2 separate regions of the Ovis canadensis genome follow, and region 2 is linked to region 1. The links are chromatin contacts, called in public Hi-C maps. All regions are on one chromosome and are shown on one strand. The core of a region is the stretch at or near the end of the contact, and the rest is flanking DNA. Distances in the headings are between cores, read along the strand shown. Region 1 overlaps IL1RL2 (interleukin 1 receptor like 2). Region 2 overlaps IL1R2 (interleukin 1 receptor type 2).

What was found. Hi-C and Micro-C count contacts between places; a contact is called where the count stands out from the background.
Region 2: a contact with region 1 is called in a Hi-C map of fibroblasts, with 13 times the contacts expected there. The contact joins two enhancer-like sites. A contact is called at or near these places in 2 of 2 Hi-C or Micro-C datasets (fibroblasts and lung).

Annotation. Positions count from the first base shown.
Region 1 is chr3:99,639,305-99,645,509 of ARS-UI_OviCan_v2, forward strand. IL1RL2 (interleukin 1 receptor like 2) reads right to left here. Exons shown (of 10, transcript XM_069586353.1): 10 at 4,406-6,205. Among named protein-coding and RNA genes, the nearest start is that of IL1RL1, 22 kb to the left of the region's middle. Within about 2 kb of position 2,472, the one cell type or tissue checked has open chromatin away from gene starts, as enhancers often do. A contact at or near this core is called in fibroblasts, where this site is marked.
Region 2 is chr3:99,941,058-99,947,262 of ARS-UI_OviCan_v2, forward strand. IL1R2 (interleukin 1 receptor type 2) reads right to left here. Exons shown (of 13, transcript XR_011255768.1): 5 at 5,387-5,567; 6 at 1,746-1,917. Among named protein-coding and RNA genes, the nearest start is that of IL1R2, 22 kb to the right of the region's middle. Within about 2 kb of position 3,089, the one cell type or tissue checked has open chromatin away from gene starts, as enhancers often do. A contact at or near this core is called in fibroblasts, where this site is marked.

The DNA of each region.
Region 1 (6,205 bases), core at 1,222-3,721:
GGCAAGAATACTGCAGTGGGTTGCCATGCCCTGACCCAGGGAACAAACTCGCACCTCCTGCATTGGCAGGCAAATTCTTCACTGTCTGAGCCACCAGAAAAGCCTTGCGGATGGTGACTGCAGCCATGAAATTAAAAGTCACTTGCTCCTTGGAAGAAAAGCTATAGTAAACCTTGACAATGTATTAGAAAGCAGAGGTGTGACTTTGCCAACAAAGGTCCGTATAGTCAAAGCTATGGTGTTTCCAGTAGTCATGTATGGATGTGAGTTAGATTATAAGGAAGGCTGAGCACCGAAGAATTGATGCTTTAGAACTGCGATACTGGAGAAGACTCTTGAGAGTCCCTTGGACAGCAAGATCAAACCAGTCAATCCTAAAGGAAACCAACCCTGAATATTCATTGGAAGGACTGATGCTGAAGCTTCAGTACCTTGGCCACCTGATACAAAGAGCTAACTCACTGGAAAAGACCCTGATGCTGGGAAAGACTGAGGGCAGGTAGGGGATGAGAGAGGATGAGATGGTTGGATGGTATCACTGAATCAATGGTCATGAGATTGAGCAAGCTCTGGGAGATAGTGAAGGACAGGGAAGCCTGGTGTGCTGCAGTCTGTGAGGTCACAGAGTCGGGCACAACTGAGTGACTGAACAACACAGTATTTCATTGTGGACAGAGGAGGTCAGGGGTACACAGTCTTCAGGCACAGGCTTTGAGTCCACTGGGACCGCTGGCTCTCACCCCATCCAGCTCTCCTCTGTGGCAGAGCTCAGGTGGGTCTAAGAATGCCACCCCAGCGTCTCCTGCATCAGGAAACTGGAGGCAGGCAGGGAAGAGGAGACAGAGCAAACCACAGCAGGAGCCGCCCCTTGAAACATTTTAGTGCCACCGTTTCAGCTGACGCGAGTGCAGCCCTGTTCCCCACGGCCCCATTCTGCACCTGCATTCAGAAAAGATGCGCTTTCTGCTCTTCCCAGGGGCTGGGAGGTGGGGGCTGGGCAGCCTCCTGGTAAAGACAAGAAAACCACCTGAGGGCCAGTCCTCTGATGAGTCTCCCTGTGGATTCCATTCTCCTGCTCACCCTTCTCCTTCAGTAAAGTCCTGAGGTCCTTGCAGACCAACATCTGCTGTGCTCCTCGGAACAGTCAGATCAGAGCGTCAGAGGTGGGGCATGGCAGTCGTTAATAAGACAGCCTCTGATCAAGACAGCTTAAAATGCAAACCTTCCCAAAGCAGTCGAGAAAGGTGGGAAAACTAAACAACCATGTGCCATATTAAAGCAGCTTGTTTATATCCTGCCAAAGAAGCAAAAAGCTAATTTTTGTGTTTGGTCAGACTGTTCCTGAAAGGCGTGGTGTGGGTCTGACTGCTCGATGCCCAAAAGCCAATAAACAGGCCAAGTTGGTGGAAAGGAAAGTTTGCTTTATTTCAGATGCCAGCAACTTGGGGCTAAGGGCAGACATCTGTCCAAAAGCCAACTCCCCCCGCAGAACTTTTATAGGCTGAGGTTGGGGATACATGCAGAACAGCAGAGTCAGCTTGACAGTCATCTTCAGATTGTCACTGGTGGCCTCACCAGTGTCTTCTTGACTGTTTTAGGTGAAGTTAATCTTCAGTTCCAGGGTCCATTTGTTCCCATTTCTCTGAGGCCAGTTCTTGGATTTGTGGCAGCTTATGTCCTCTGTACAATCTTTTCTTCATGTAGTTAACTTCTCCCATCTGGTGTTTTAGTATCTATAAGACAGCTCACAGGATACAGCCGAGAATATTATCTATAGCCCTTGACAAGAAACTAAAGGTCCTTGACTGTGCTTAATGACTGCCTCATTATTCACTCTCCTCTGACTGTTTCCCTTTGTTTCTGCGTTTCTCATTTCTCTGATTAAATTTATTCTTTGACTAAAGTTTTCCAAGGACAGAGGGGAGGCAGAGGACCTGCTGGGGGAAGGACCATAAGGTCCTGCTCTGTTTCAAGAGTTTGAGTCAATGGTAGACCACAACCAACAGATTATTTACGGAAAAGCAGACACATTCCTGAAAAATCTACCTAAACAGATCGGCAAATGTGCAGGTTTCGGAATCTGTGTTTCCCTTTACAACTCACAGGCAGGAACTGCACTGGCTTTCTCAATTTTGTGGATTTGATTTTTAAAATTAAGAAGAATAAAAGAGCCTCTGGGGAGAGGTGACTCACGAGGGCAAGAGCCAGTGCTCACAGTCTGCTTCCGCCTTCCTCTAGGAGGAAGAAGAGGAGGGTGAGGTTTCAGTTTGACTGTAACAAACACCAGCATCCCTTAGAAGCTGCCTGGGCTTGGCAGGGGAAGAGGGGCAGAGACACAGAGTTTCCATCCTCCGTCACTCAAGGGCCCCAGGAGAATTCTGTTCGAGATGTGTGGCCTCCAGGACTTCGTCCCAACGTCCTGTAACTCTGAGGGCTCCCCAACCCCCATCATCTATTCCAGATGTTGTGGGCTCGTCATCTGTAGAGAAGCCTCTAAGAAGGAAACCAAGGAGGAATTTTCCACTCTCTGAACTTTGCACACATACACACCCTGGATAAATCAACCACAGGAGTGAGCGTGGAAGGAAAGTTTATAACTGTGAAGTGGGATGTAGCGCTGGGGAAAGGTCAGCTGCCTGGGGCCAGCAGGAAGCCTCTGAGTCACTGTGGGGGGCAGGGGGACGGAGGGGGTGCCAGGAGGCACTGAGGAACCAGCCCTGCCACCCACTCCCTGTTGGTCAGACAGCTCCTCGTCGGACCTCGGAGCGTGCCAAGCACTTTCACGTGTGTGTCTACGTCTCAGTCTTTTGGGGAAAGACCAGCCCTCTCTGGACTCTTTGTTTGACATGACTCAACCTTGAGGCTGCCCTTTCTCGGGGACAGATGCATGGTGTTCGAGGGGAGAGACCAAAGGAAGTGGGTTTTGTGGGCGACTTAGTCATTACAGGAATGAACCAGAAGCTAGAGGGGTGTAGCACCTGCGTGTCACCTTGACTGACCTCTTCACCTCTCACTGTAAGGGAGCAGGACCCCGTGGGGCCTTCCCCTGCTTCCTCCGCTTGACCTCCTCGCTGAAGCACCTGGATGACAGTATTTGGTGCAAATTTCCTGAGGTTTTTTGTAGATGTAATAAAAATCTCCCTCTTCAACAAATGGAAAATGTTAACTACTTGACAACCAGCCCCAGGCCTCTTGGAGCCTAAGGACTGATAATGTTTTGTTTTTAAATGTTTATTTTTCTGCTCCAGGTTCTAAGTTGCAGTGGCACATGGAATCCAGTTCCCCGACCAGGGATTGAACCCTGGGGCCCGTGCCCTGGGACTGATGATGCTTGTCCCTATGACATCACCTGCTGCCTCACCATCAGCCAATCAGAATCGTGCTCGAGCTGATCACACATCTGTGATCCTCCTCGCTCATCAGGCTTTTAAAAGGATTTTGTTGAAACCCTCAGGGAGTTCGGGGCTTCTTAGGGCACGAGCCACCCATTCTCCCTGCATGGCCCTGAAATACACCTTTCTCTGCCCAGCCTCCGATGTTTCAGCTTTGTTTGACCTCACTGTGCGCCAGGCGCATGAACTTGTGTTAACATCACCCCTACCTCCAGGCCAGCTTCTGTCCCCTGAGGTTCGCCCAGGCGACATGGGACCCACCCCCAAGGCCGGGGGACACAGCGCCTTTCACCTCACCAAGCCCAGCCGCTGAAATGGGTGAATGCAACCTGCCGTTGTTAACCTTCTGTTTTATGCCCATTGAGTGTGAGCCCTTGTCAGCTGCGTTGCTTCTCTGATGGCTCAGCATTAAAGAATCCACCTGCAATGCAGGGTTCAATCCCTGAGTCAGGGAGAACCCCTGGAGTAGGAAATGAAAACCCGCTTCAGTATTCTTACCAGGGAAATCCCACGGACAGAGGAGCCTGGAGGCTACAGTCCATGGGGTCACAGAGTCGACAGGACTGAGCGACTGCATACAGCCGCACGCACGTTTTGTCAGCTGAAAAATGAACATTCTCAACCCTTTACCGGCCAACCTACATTTCAGGGGCAAAGCCAGTCTAACTGAATTATTTGTCTTTTCACCTTTTGCTTTCTGACAATTTCATTAAAAAATGAGTGGAAATTAAAACCGAAAGTGCTGCAGCTGCTAGTAATAAAATGGAATTTGAGAATTCTTGGGTATTCACAATGGCAGATATTTCACTTGAGGTTTACACTTTGTGATCTTTAGCAGCTTAGAGATGTGTTCAGCTGCTGCGATAAAATATTAAAGGATGCCCCCAAACTAGTGAAAATGCACACATTAAGGACTGCCCACAGGCCAACCCCCTCCAGCCTCTATGATGCTTCATCAGGGCCATACTCTAGTCTCCTTGGCTGCTGTAACAAAATGCTATAGACTGGGAGGCTTATAAGCAACAGAAATTTATTTCTCAGTGTTCTGGAGGCTGGGAGTCTGAGACCAGGGTGCCATCATGGCTGAGTGAGGGGGTCCCCTTTCCAGGTGGCAGATTTCTTATATTCTCACGTGGCAGAAGGGGCAAAGGAGCTGTCTGGGGTCTCTTTTATTTTGAGCACTGATTCTATCCACCCAGGCTCCACCCTCAGGACCCAGTCACCTCTCAAAGGCTCCACCTCCTAAAAGTATGACGCCAGGAGTTGCTGTTTTTCAATCGCTCAGTCATGTCCGAGTCTTTGCAAGCCCATGGGCTGCGGCACACCAGGCTTCCCTGTCCTTCATTATCTCCTAGAGCTTGCTCAAACTCATGTCCGTTGAGTCAGTGATGCCATCCAACCAGGGCATCCTCTGTCATCCCCTTCTCCTCCTGCCCTCAATCTTTCCCAGCATCAGGATCTTTTCCAATGAGTCAGCTCTTCGAGTTAGGTGGCCAAAGACTGGAGCTTCAGCATCAGTCTTTCCAATGAATATTCAGGGTTGGTTTCCTTTAGGAGTGACTGGTTTGATCTCCTTGCTGTCCAAGGGACTCCCAAAAGTCTTCTCCAACACTGTAGTTCAGGTGTTAGCATTCAAATATATGACTTTTGGGGACAGGAACTCTCCAAGCACAGCAGCCACCTTTGCAGGCTGCTGTTGTCAACCACAGCCTGGAGAAGGCAATGGCACCCTACTCCAGTACTCTTGCCTGGAACATCCCATGGATGGAGGAGCCTGGTGGGCTGCAGTCCATGGGATCGTGAAGAGTTGGACACGGCTGAGCAACTTTGCTTTCACTTTTTACTTTCGTGCATTGGAGAAGGAAATGGCAACCCACTCCAGTGTTCTTGCCTGGAGAATCCCAGGGATGGGGGAGCCTGGTGGGCTGCTGTCTATGGGGTCACACAGAGTCGGACACGACTGAAGTGACTTGGCAGCTTAGCAGTTGTCAACCACAGAATAAGAGCCGGACTGTATCTATGCTCCTCCATATCAGGGTTTGAAACTACTGATAAGGCTTTATAGTCGATTTTAACGTCGACAATCCTTCTGAGTTGTTCACTGATGAACTGACCTGTGAAGAAGGCAGGTCACTAGGTGGGTGACTTTGTCTGCTCAGAATGGAGCTCCATCCTCTTGGTGTGGTGACCGTGTCTACCACAGGTGGCTCAGAATTCTGGCTGCCAGAGGCCAACTGGGAAAGATAAGGGCCTCATGACTTGTTTTGGTTGGACAGGCAAAGCAGGAGGCCCTCCAACAGGGGGGATTCATTGGCAACCAGAGTTGGTCCCCACAGGTCTAGGTGACTTCCAAGTTGCTTCCAGTGCCAAGGTGCCCAGACTGCAGCGTCGTAACTGTTCAATTGCACAAGAGGAGTGAGAGGGGCTGAGGACAGGGCCCCAGCAGGCTGGTCAGGCGTGGCCTCTGCCAGGCCTCCCCAAGCCCACAGGGTCCCCCTGTGGCTCTGACCACCCAGGCTCCCATCTCCAGCCTCATGGGGGTCAGACCATGTGCCAAGCCTCCTGACAGCTGAACCCCAACTCTCAAACCCTCCAAGGCTCCTCCCCAGGGGCTCAAAGGCTACTCCTCCACGTTCACAAGTCTTCCTGAGTGCTCAGAGACAGCCAGTTAGTGAGGGCTTCTCGAGAGGTGCTGTCTTTCCCTACAGAAATAGCTCTGAGCAAAGGCAGCAGATAAACCCAGGTCCTTCCATAAGGACACAACAAGAAACAGTAAGATTCAAGCAAACAGCCCCGATGCAGGGCTTCCTTGT
Region 2 (6,205 bases), core at 1,839-4,338, 300 kb after region 1:
AGCGGCTGAGACACAGTGTGGTCCTCAGGACACAGGATAGTAGGTAGGTTGGCGCCCCCTCGTGTTCCTGTGCAGTATCACATGAACAGGACAACGGTGGAGGGGGTCAGGATTCTAAAAAATCCCCTCTGCGGGGGAGCAAGGGGCTGATGTGATTGAATCCTCACCAGACAGAGAGACTTCCGTTCATGGAAGACTCGATTTTCCCTGTACTAAGACTGAATCTCTGTATTCTCTGGGAGAAGAAAGTCTTTTCCCTTTGTAGACTAATTATACGCCTGAACATAGTTTCAAAGCTCTCTGAAATGTCCGTGTGTGTGTGTGTGTGTGTGTGTGTGTGTCTGCTCACTTGCTCGGTCATGCCCAACTCTTTGCCACCCCATGGACTGTAGCCTGCCAGGCTCCTCTGTCCATGGGATTCTCCAGGCAAGAGTACTGGAGTAAGTTGCCAGTCCCTCCTCCAAGGGATCTTCCTGACCCAGGGATCGAACCCTTATCACGTGCACCTCCTGCACTGGCAGGCGGATTCTTTACCACTAGTGCCACCTGGGAAGCCCTGAAAAGACCCCGATTGTGTAGTTATTCAGTGTATAAAATTAAGAGAAGCACCATACTGTCCAGAGCAGGGGCCAGGACTTCACCGCCTGTGCGCCTCGTGCACCAAGCTTGATGCCCAGCACGTAGGAGGCATGGAAGAAACAGTGACCAAACCTGAAATGCTAATTGGTACTGTTCACACATTATTTTCAGGTAGGACTCATGTAAACCAATGTGCGCCCTTGCTATTTTAAATCCTGGTTTCAAGAGCCACGAGACACACTTGTGTGTTAGTCGCTCAGCTTTCTCAGCCGTGCCCGACTCTTTGCGACACCCTGGGCTGTAGCCCACCAGGCTCTTCTGTCCATGGAATTCTCCAGTCAAGAATACTGGAGTGGCTTGTCATTTCCAAATCCAGGGGATTTCCACAACCCAGGGATTGAACCTGGGTCTCCTGCACTGCAGGAAGATTGTTTACCGTCTGAGCCTTCAGGCTAGACATGCTTGGGGAAGATCAAAAAGGAGAGATTTTTTTTCACCAGCTGTACCAATGTATAGACTTCTCATTGAAAACTCCAAAAAATCCTAGTATCCTAGAATTAGGAGAAGGAAATGGCAACCCACTCCAGCATTCTTGCTTGGGAAATCTCATGGACAGAGGAGCCTGGTGGGCTACAGTTCATGGGGTCACAAAGAGTCAGACATGACCCACCAACTGAGCACGCATGCACATCCTAGAATTAGACACAAAGTTACGGCAACTGGGCTCTGATGACTGGCCCTCCAGGTGCAAGCCTTCCAAACGGACCTTGCAGAGGGGCCTTCCAAGTGAACTACTATTTGGCTCCCTCTAGTGGTGTACATTTTAACTTCAGATTTAGAACCCTGTCCACCACCCAGGGATTCACTGTTCATAAAATCACCCAGCTTTTATCCTTCCAAGTGTCATACACGTCTTATAAGCCTGGTGCCAAGACATATGCCATATCTGTTTTCCTCTGATACCAAAGACACTCAAAGAATTCTACGTGAAATCAAACCAATATTGTAGAGCAATTTTCCCTCAATTAAAAATATTTCTTTAAAAAGAAATCAATCAAGAAATAACCACCTGGGGGAAAAAAAGAGTTCTACATGAGCCCTAATTTCCCCCTCGCATGCTTGTTGCTGAACCAGGGTGCAGAGGTTTCTTGATGGCAAGTACTCACTCTTAACTTGGAGTTTGATATTCCTGGTGATGTTGTATTGCCTGCCTTTGTGGGCATACGGCATGGCACAGGTATAGTAGCCTGCGTCCTCCATGGACACATTGTTTACCAGTAAGCGAGTTCCCCTCACACTGAGAAACTTCTGGTTGTCTTGATCCAAAGGGACAGAATCCTTAAGGGAAAATGGTTTTCAAAGTTACACTGTATCCTTGTATATGTGTGGCTGAATCTCTTCATTGTCTACCTAAAGCCATCACCACATTGTTCATTGGCTAAACCCCAATACAAAATTTAAAGTTTTTTTAAAAAGTTAAGTTATATTCTAATTGATATCTCAAAAGCTATGAACAGCATCGGTATTATGCATCACTACTGAATTTGCAACCCAAGAATCACCTTGGTATTTACTTTGCAAATATTGTCCTCTGAGGCGTGCTTTTAGCTGTGTTTTCAGGAGAGGGAGTTTTAGCATATAAAATAAAATGGCTGGATTGAAAAGAATGAAATAATGCCATTTGCGGCAACATGGATGGGGCTAGAGATTGTCATACAGAGTGATACAAGTCAGAAAGAGGAGAAATATCATATGACATTGCTTATATGGGGATTCTAAAAAGAAGTGATACAAACGAACTTATTTACAAAAAAGAAATAGACTCACAGACCTAGAAGAAAAACTTACAGTTGCTGGGGGAAAGGATGGAGGGAAGGATAGTTAGGGAGTTTGGGATGGACATGCGCACACAGATATATTTTAAGTGGATAACCATCAAGGACCAACTATTTAACACAAGGAACTCTGCTCAATGTCATGTGGCAACCTGGATGGGAGAGGAGTTTGGGGGAGAGTGGATACATGTGATGTATGGCTGAGTCCCTTCGCTGCCCACATGAAACTATCACAAGATTTTTGTGAATTGGCTATACTCCATTACAAAATAAAAAGTTTGTAATAAACGGCTGGGTCTGTTTAGCCACAAAGTTTAAAGCACGTTTGCTTCGGCACAACGGGGAAAAAAGAAACTATCTTCTTTGACAAAGTAGGCCATTAAAATAGAAATATATTTATGGCCTAACTGGTGCCTATAGGCCCTGGGAAACATCCAGAAAGGAGTGCTATGAGGCAGTCATGGTAAATGCCCACAAGAGTTGATGTTGCAGTAATCACATTAAGAATCATTTCGAGTTAAAGAGTCAGGAGAGATGGAGAAAATTTTGTAAGAGAAAACTGAGTGTGAGACATGAAGCCGCACTTTGGACAAAGATACTGCAGAGCAGAGCAGAGCAGAGCAGACATCTCATGAGCACAAAATGTTCTCAGGAACATCTCTTTCAAAACCATGACGATTGCAACCGTCGAATAGAACCCTGAGTCATTTCATAGACTTATTCTGAATAAGAACTCGGGCATAACTGGAAGAGTTTGTCAGCCACATGACTCATTAAGTCTAATTGAACAATATACTTAATTAAAAACAGAGATTTCATCATTCCCAACACATGTGATCAAATATGAACAAACCCAAACAGGGCTCAGATGGTGAAGAATCTGCCTGCAATGTGGGAGACCGGTTTTGATCCCTGGATCAGGAAGATCCCCTGAAGGAGGAACTGGCAGCCCACTCTAGTATTCTTGTCTGGAGAATTCCACAGGCAGAGGAGCCTGGCAGGCTACAGTCCCTGGGGTCCCAAAGAGTTGGACACGACTGAGCGACTCACACACACACAGAGTGTGGGTTTCTGATTAGTGTACTGCAAATGTGAACAGGCTCTAGTGTGTCGATTAAGTTTAAAAAGGTAAAACAGGGCAGAGCCACACGGTTCTTCCAGGGTCTACCGGTCTCCAGGGTACCCCGTGTGGCAGGGATGTGCGCATTCTGGCCTCCACCGTCGGAGGTCTGACTTCACCCTCTGCCGGCTGAGTGACCTTGGGCACGGTACTCACACTTGTGTGTCTCCCTCTCCTAATCCATAAAATGGAGATGCTAACAGCCCCTGCTGCACTGGGTTCATGTCGGGGACTTGAGAGCAGGCCTGGACACAGGGCATGCCCAGCGACAGTCAGCACTCTTGGGACGGGAACTGACATGATAAGTGCTACCAGGATGCCCCTGTCCACCCGCATTTACACACCAAGCACTGCCCAGGGTGTGTCACACACTTGCTCCACGTCCACTCGAGAAGTCCCAGGTGAGGAGGCATGCACTGCCGCCGTGCAGAGAAAACAGGCTAAAGAGGGAAAGAAGCTGACCAAGGCTAGACAACAGGTCACTGAAGATGCAGGGTTTCCAATCCAGACTGGTCACCCCCCAGAATCAATGCTCTTTCCTATTGTAAAATCTCTCCCTTGACCTTTCTATGCTCTTACGAAACCAAGAGTTCCTCTGTTGGGTGGACTAATTCATAAGAGCTGGCTACTTCACTGGGTTCATTAAAAAGGTCGTTCAGGCTTTGCCATGCCATCCTATACAAAAAACTGAATGGACTTTTTGGCCAACTCTGAAAATCATTTTATCTGAAAGTCACTTAAAAGTTTCCAATATTAACTTGACATACTATAGCTATTTTTGTAGTTAGAATGCTTGTCAATTGGTCAACCTATTTTTTTTTACTAAAGTGTTCATTTCTATCCATTTTTAAACAAGTAACTGTACTTTTCAGTATCAACTCACAGTCTATATCAGGGGTCAGCAAACTTTTTCTGTACAGAGCCAGAAAGTAAATATTTTAGGCCACATGTCTTCTGTCCAACTACTCAACTCAGTTGTCGCTGCCCCATAAAAACAGAAACAAATGAGCCTGGCTCAGTAAAACATTACTTACAGAGACTAAGATTCGAGTTTTATATCAGTTACACAGGCCATGAAATAATAGTCTTCTTTTAATTTTTTAAACCATTTAAAAACGTGAAAACTATACTTAACTGGATAGTTAACATCCAAAAAGGAGTAGCAGCTAACATTTAAAATGGATAAAAGCAAGGACCTACTCTATAGCACAGGGAACTCTGCTCAATGTTACGTGGCGGCCTGGGTGGGAGGGGAGTTTGGGGGAGAATGGGTACGTGTATCTGCATGGCTGAGCCCCTTTGCTGTCCACCTGCAACTATCACAACATCATTAATTAAATATACTCCAATACAAAATAAAAAGTTAAAAAACAAGCAAAGGAGAGGCAGCTCACTGCCCCGCGGCTGCCTTCTGCCCACCCCTTGTCCCCACGAGGGAGCTGACAACAGTATCTATCAGACAAGGCAGGAAATCATGTCTGCACCAATGTGGACTCCTTTAACCCAAAGGTTAATTTTCCTGTGCTTTTACAAAAACTCTACTAACACGTACATAAAGCTGTTAAACAGTTCTTTCTAAATTTCTATAGACACAGCACAGAGTAAAAAGCTGCTTTCTTCAGCTTTTATTTATTCTTCATTCATTTCACACTCTGTCTTTTCAAATCACTATCTGAGGATGTTTACTCAAGCCTCATAAAGATACACAGAATATACTAATCATGGCCCTCTTTAAAAATCACTGGTTAAAAAAACAGAAAAGTGAACATATTGCCTTCAGAATGGGCATTTTATATCTTTTCTATGGCCCTTCAAACATGTATTCATTAAATGGCAACTTTTAGAGACGTACCTTGTACCACTGAATCTTCACATCAGCATTGTTACCGATGAACTCACTCAGATCAGGACAAACTAGTAGCCCAGAGGCTGACAAGGGTATAATTTGTGGGTAGAAGATGAGAGGCACCGAGGCGTCTGTCTTCTCGAAAACCCTGAGCTCAACGGACATTTTGTCACAGTAAGAGGCATTTCTGATTGAAAAGGGGAGAAAAGAATACTAAATGGCAAGGCAGGATGAAAGTAAAACTTAATGAAATTAAGAATAACTTCCCCAATCTCGGTGAATACTTCATTCCGTATTTTTCTCATTAGCATTGTAGTATTTCTGTCCCTAGTCCTTTTGAATCTTTGGGGGGCAAAAGAAGTACCGTGTCATAATTGTCATATAGGAATGGTGATGTATTCTGCATGTTTCTCAAAGGACCCTTCACAAGCCTGCTTTCAAGGCCATTGAGGCCACTCAGAAGAAATTCCAGTTTCTTAGTGGAGAAGGAAATGGCAACCCACTCCAGTATTCTTGCCTGGAGAATCCCGGGGACAGAGGAGCCCAGCGGGCTATAGGCCATGGGGTTGCCAAGAGTCGGACACAACTGAAGTAACTTAGCACACGTACACAAGAAACTCCAAGGCCTCTTCAAAGGGGTCTACGCCCTCCCAGGTTCTGGGGGGTGCGTCAGCACAGCCCCAACATGCTCCAAATTCCTAGCCCAGGAAACCTTATCCAGATGGAGAGACTGTTTCCGAAGAGCCAGTTTCCATAGAAAGAATATCCCCTTTACTTCTCTTGGAAATCATGTATCAACTGAAATCACATATCAGGAAACTGCTA